Regions from separate parts of the Gossypium arboreum genome. Here region 1 is linked to region 2. A link is a contact called in public Hi-C data. All regions are on one chromosome and are shown on one strand. Each heading gives the region's core, a stretch centred on a gene start, on an enhancer-like site or on the middle of the called end of the contact. The rest is flanking DNA. Distances are from core to core; before and after follow the strand shown. Region 1 holds the start of LOC108469748 (peter Pan-like protein). Region 2 holds the start of LOC108469697 (sucrose synthase 2).

The links. Hi-C and Micro-C count contacts between places; a contact is called where the count stands out from the background.
Region 1: a contact with region 2 is called in a Hi-C map of leaf, with 4 times the contacts expected there. The contact joins the promoter of LOC108469748 here to the promoter of LOC108469697 in region 2. A contact is called at or near these places in 3 of 5 Hi-C or Micro-C datasets (all in leaf).

What each region holds. Positions count from the first base shown.
Region 1 is chr8:34,768,538-34,771,453 of ASM2569848v2, reverse strand. It overlaps LOC108469748 (peter Pan-like protein), which reads right to left and starts at 1,357. Exons shown (of 7, transcript XM_017770767.2): 1 at 1,210-1,357; 2 at 823-1,020; 3 at 489-719; 4 at 166-258; 5 at 1-70. The coding sequence starts at 1,227.
Region 2 is chr8:34,626,910-34,629,726 of ASM2569848v2, reverse strand. LOC108469697 (sucrose synthase 2) reads right to left here and starts at 1,501. Exons shown (of 15, transcript NM_001330032.1): 1 at 1,350-1,501; 2 at 1,054-1,186; 3 at 401-552; 4 at 80-272. The coding sequence starts at 1,447.

The DNA of each region.
Region 1 (2,916 bases), core at 108-2,607, 140 kb before region 2:
GAAAATCAATAAGCTTTGTGTCTTTATTGTAGTTAAGCAACACAATCCTCTGGCAAGAAGAAAGTTTAACCTGAAACATTCATGTCCAAACAATGTTAAAGAGGGAAGAAGAAAAGAAATGAGGTCACTTTGGATACTATAATTTAACTGTCTAAGTGAACTCACAGTGTTGATATCAATATCCGGAAAGATGTTCTTGAACATCATAGTCGTGAGCCTTAATTGTTCATCTGCTGCCGCAAAACCAGACAGAACAATCTGCCCAAAGATATATTCAGAATTACTACCATGAAGGTTCCATACAAGTTAAGGCATAAACTCAATGAAAGCATGAGGTTTCTATCTCTCTTTAGTTATGTTTTAATACAAAAAAACACAACAGTATTTGGCTCATAAAATGACATCCATTTCTAAGTTATACAAGCAGCTAAGAATTACAATAACCTAACAAGTTCCACTGCTGAGACAGTGTGAGTAGAAGAAATTACCAAAGGAGGATTCTTGAAAAGATCCTGAGGGCAACGAGGGCGCAATTGAGATTGGGCTATATCAACAGCCAATGAATATTCATGTATTTTAAATGTAAGAGTAGGGCCTTGAGGGGTCTTTGCAACCCTAAGGACAGGCGAAGTTTCGGTTTTAGATAAAATGAGGAAATGGGTTACACCCATTGGCCCTGCAACGTTCAAAAAGTCTTTCAGATTGTTCCTTTTCTTCTCCTGCAACCATTAAACAACAACAAACAATAAATCTAATTAAAGGGACAACTTATAAAACAACAAAATTTCATTTTTTTAAACAAAAAAGAGGGAAAGGAACTACCTTGAGTTTGAGAGCAGTATAAGGAAGCATCAATTTTCTCAAATCCATTTGAAGTTGCCTAAGAGGACCAGGAAGCTTCCCCCTCGAAAACACAAAACTCTTTGGGATTTTATTCCCTGTGATATGGTCTACATTCGGTTGCTGTTGCTGTTGCTGCTGCTTTTTCACAATTGGCTTAACAAAGACCTTCGTCTTGCTCTGTTTTTTTTTTTTTTAAAATTCAAATACCAGAACATGATTAAACCAAACCAACAAAAAAAAACAAAGAACCCCCAAAAAAACCCTAACTGTGCAAAAATAGGCCTAAATTAAAAGCTGAGTAGACTAATTTTGGACTTGAAAAGAGTCGCACAATGCTAAAGTTAAAGAAACAGAGCTATTACTTACGTTATGGAAACGAGCCATGGCTCAGAGGAGGGAGACGCCGCAACCTGTTCGAATGGAGTATTGAAAGAGAAGAAGGGTTTAAGGCTGGGTTTTTGGAAAAAAGGGCAATTGTCACTCAGCAAATTGGAATTATGCTCTTTATAGTTTATATGGCAAATAACTTGGTTTGGGTTAAACCAGTTATAAAGCTTTCAGCCCATTTACTTTTTTAAGCCCCAAAATTTGGTTCTGAATTTTAGGTTAACATAGAATTTACTCCCTTACTTATTATTTTGTAGGGATTGGTTAAAATATACCATTAATTTCTGTATTTTTACATTTGAATTTAGTCTCTCTATTTATTTTTAAAAATTTAGTCCTTCTATTTTTCATATTTCAAATTTTATATTCAATAGGCAATACATTGAAGATTCTTTTATTAAATTCACTAGTTTGAAATTTTGAAATAAAAAGAATACTAACTCGGGAGTCATGTAACAAAAATTAGCGTTATAATGAACCTGAATAGTGTTGATAACTTGTATTATGAAATTTGAAAAATAAAGGGATTATATTCCAAATGTACAATGAGTATAGGAATTTAGAGCATATTCTAACCACGAGAATTTAATCATTCTACTTTTTGGATTTACACTATTAAAATTCTTCAATAAAATTCAAGTCCTTAACAATGTTTTTTTTAGGTTAATTAGGTAAATATGATGAAAAAAATATTAGAAAAGTAGACTGAATTCAAACATATTTATCGATCTACGATGTTTTTATTCTTTCTCCTGAAGACACGTCCTACAGAGCTCGTTTTCACTAACACATAAGTGAAAACGCACCTTGTAGGACACGTTTTCCTTTCAAAGGTAACTATTCTTACGATAACTTTTCCAACAGTTACTAGGGCTCCAACAGTCATAAAAATTCCTATATAAACCCTTCCAAACTTCATTCTTTTCAATCAAATATTTAATACTCATTCTTCCTTCCTAAATTCTCAATCCTCAATTTCCAATTTTCTATTATAAATCTTCAATTTTCAATTTTTAATTTCGAATTTCTGGTCCTCAATTATTTTTTTAATTCTTTTTTAAAATTTTATTCTTTTCGAAGTTTTTCTTTTCGTTATAATTTTTAAATGGTAAATCAACTTAATTGTTTGGATGACAAGCATATCTCTAGCGTCCAATTACAAATGGTAAGAAAATTTATTAAATTATTTATTTTTAATAGTTAATTATTATGTTGTTTAGATTATTAATTTTTTATGTTTATATAGTGCAACATGCGAGCAACAACTAGGGAAGGTGTCGAACAGGTTTAAGGGCAGTTAGATCGAGATGAGATGGTTGGATGACAACTTTCAAACTATTGAGGCTTCTACAAGTGATGTTGAAAAGGAACAATTCGCACGCGCATTATCTTGAGGTTGATCAGAGGTCTGCTAATGCCAAATAAATCTCACAATAAGGTACATTTAAGGTGGCTACTACTCCTAGTCGACTTGAAAGAATTGGGACGACTTAGTCAGGGATTAATGGTGTTGGTGACATTGTATCGAGAAATGTGTCAAGTGAAGATATTGAATAAAGCTAAAATTGACGATTGCATGCTCCTTCTTCAATCATAAGCATGGTATCAACTACTATTTTTACGCCCCCGATTGCAACTTCCTTACGAATTCCCACTCGTCATATGGTAAAATTCATTTGACAATAT
Region 2 (2,817 bases), core at 252-2,751:
TAAAGGAACATAACACATAGCTAGTGAAGTTGCAACTATGGTAAGGGGTTTAAAGGAAACCCCTCTGATGAATACTTACATGCCCTTTATATTTGTGGGCTCTCAGGAAATTAAGTAAAGGCTCCAAAGAATCTTTGTTACGGAACATGTTTGAAGAAAGGTGACGGTTGAGGAATTGGACGCCATTGCCAATGGATGAAGAGCGGTTGGGCCGAGGAAAGGATGCATTGAATGGCTCAAAATCAAGCTCAAGCACAAAATGGTTGTCCTCCCTACGCAATGTGTAAAAAGAAAAATCACAATGAGTTATGAGGTAGGACATTCATAATCAAGTACTATGAATCTATTGACTTCAAAGAAACAATAAACGCAACTTAAAAAGAACAGAAAATAAGCTTACCCCACATCTGCAAGTGCTTCTTTGAAGCGAAGATATTCGGACACATCCAGTTGCTCCACGCTGAGTTCATGAACATTGACTCGTACGTATTCCCAAACACCAGGTCTTGGGCGAACTGCTATAGCCACGTATGGAGGCAGAATTATGGCCTCCTGTAGTTATTAAAAAAAAAAACCCCAACAATTTAGTATATTAAATACAATAACATAATCGAGACCGTACATATTCCATTTGACAGACGTTAAAAGCTTACCTAGTACAAAGGCTGAAAGTTAGGCGTGAAAATTAAATAGCATTACTACTAAAACTTCAGTTTACATACACTCCTTTAAAGACGCAGCATCGAGGTAAGGAAAGAACATAAAACACATCCAGAAATTCATTTGTAAATTGAATTAGAGTAAATTTAGGAAAACAGAATCTTAAAAAAAAAAAAAAAAAAACCTAAAAGTTCAACTGAAACTAAATAGTACAAAAATAATTTAGCTGAAAAAACAATTAAGCATTTAAAAAGTATTAGATACTTTATTTACTGCATCATGAATCACGGACGAAAATTAAATAAATATCTAAAAAAGTCGTTTATCCTTTTTAACATATAAAAGCTAACAATATCTTAAAAATTAATACGATAATTAAGGGGGGGAAATGACCTGTGCAGATTTAAGGACTTCGCTAAAGGGACCATCACTTAGCTTCTCTCTAGCTTTGTCGTCGCCTACAACATTTTCCAGTTCATCGATCAAAGTATGCGGTTGCAGTATTCCTTTTCCCTGCGCCACGTACCTTCAAAATTCCACAACCCTAAACTTCAGTAACATATCTTCCTTTCCTTTCCTTTTACTTTTCATCGTTTTCCCATAAGCCAAATAGAGACTGCAAAATTTAAAATCCGGAAAAGAAAAAGAGAACAAGGTGATAGGAACTGTAAAATCGCGGAAGAGCGCACCTGGAGAGAAGAGCAACGAGCTCGTTACGATGAGCAGAAAGCGTGTCCTCCACGCGGTCCCTCATGCTAGGACTTCGACCGAGCTTAGGATTCGCCATTGTTAGACTTCGTATCTACTCTGTTACTGCTGTTGAAGTGAACTATTATTGATTGGAAAGAAAAAAGTGAAAAAGAGTTTTTATGAGAAATCAGTGAGTTTGAGTGAGCTGTGAGGCAATCGCTGCGGTTACATATATAATATAAATATAGATCAGCGCAACGAGGGGATGACGGACGCAGCTGATGGTTTTACTCTTTGTTCATTGGATTTGCGACACGTTGAAATAATTTGTAATGAAGGCGAAAGTCCAAGTTGCCGCATATGATGTTGAAACAAAATTGGATAATTTCGTTATTTAGTCCCTCAATTATTCATATGTTTGATTTTTGCCATTAAAAACTTTATAGTTGAAAAATGATCTTAATTTTTATTGGTAAGAATATAATAAAACGAATAATTATTTGATGCCTAATTGGATAGAAGAGAAGTTCATTTTCTTCACGTTTCTTCAAAAACAACAAAGATAATAAAAGTAAGACAAATTGACTCCACTAAAATATATTAAAATTGTGCTTGAAATTAGGAGCCTATAGGATATTTGTAAATTCTAGAATCTATAAATTTACTAAAATTTTGACACAAAATATATAAAATTTTATTTAATGTGGGATTTAAATACATGATCTTTGACGATTAAAACTGTGCTTTAATTATCAAAGCTAATCCTCAACTTTGATTAAAGTTTACATAAAATAATAAAGAACTATAAATATCAATAAAATTATTTTTAAAATTAAATAATAAAATTTAATATAGTATTTAAATAATTATAATAAATTTAAATATGTTTAAAAATAATTTATCAAAAATATATCCCATTCAACATCTTATTCTATTAAATTTCATATAGCTTTTCTTAAATCTTATTCTTTTGTATTTGTAAACCTAACCGAACAAAAAGATGGAGTCTTTAAAATTTTAGATTTACAATTATCCCTTTTATTATTTGTTCAATTAAATTCATTAATTTTTAAAAGAAAAAAATAATATTTATATAATTAAAATAAATATTATGATATATTATATCATATAAAATAGTATACATACATGTTTAATGACATATAATATATTAATTGTTATGTAATTAAATTATGAATGTAAAATAATTATTATAACATTATGGTATTACAATGTGCATATTTCTATTAACAAAATGTAATCTAAACCTTAAACATGTAACTAATTGTATATAGGTTAAAATCCTCTGTTACATCAACTAGACTTACTCCTACAAAAAAGAATCTTTTTTACCGACCAATTTTAATTTCAAATAAACCACTCTTTTTCGTTTGTTTCTCTTTTCTTACATTCTTTATTAGTAGAAGAGATCCTTGAGAAGATTTTTTGCCAATTCGGTAGAATTTGACA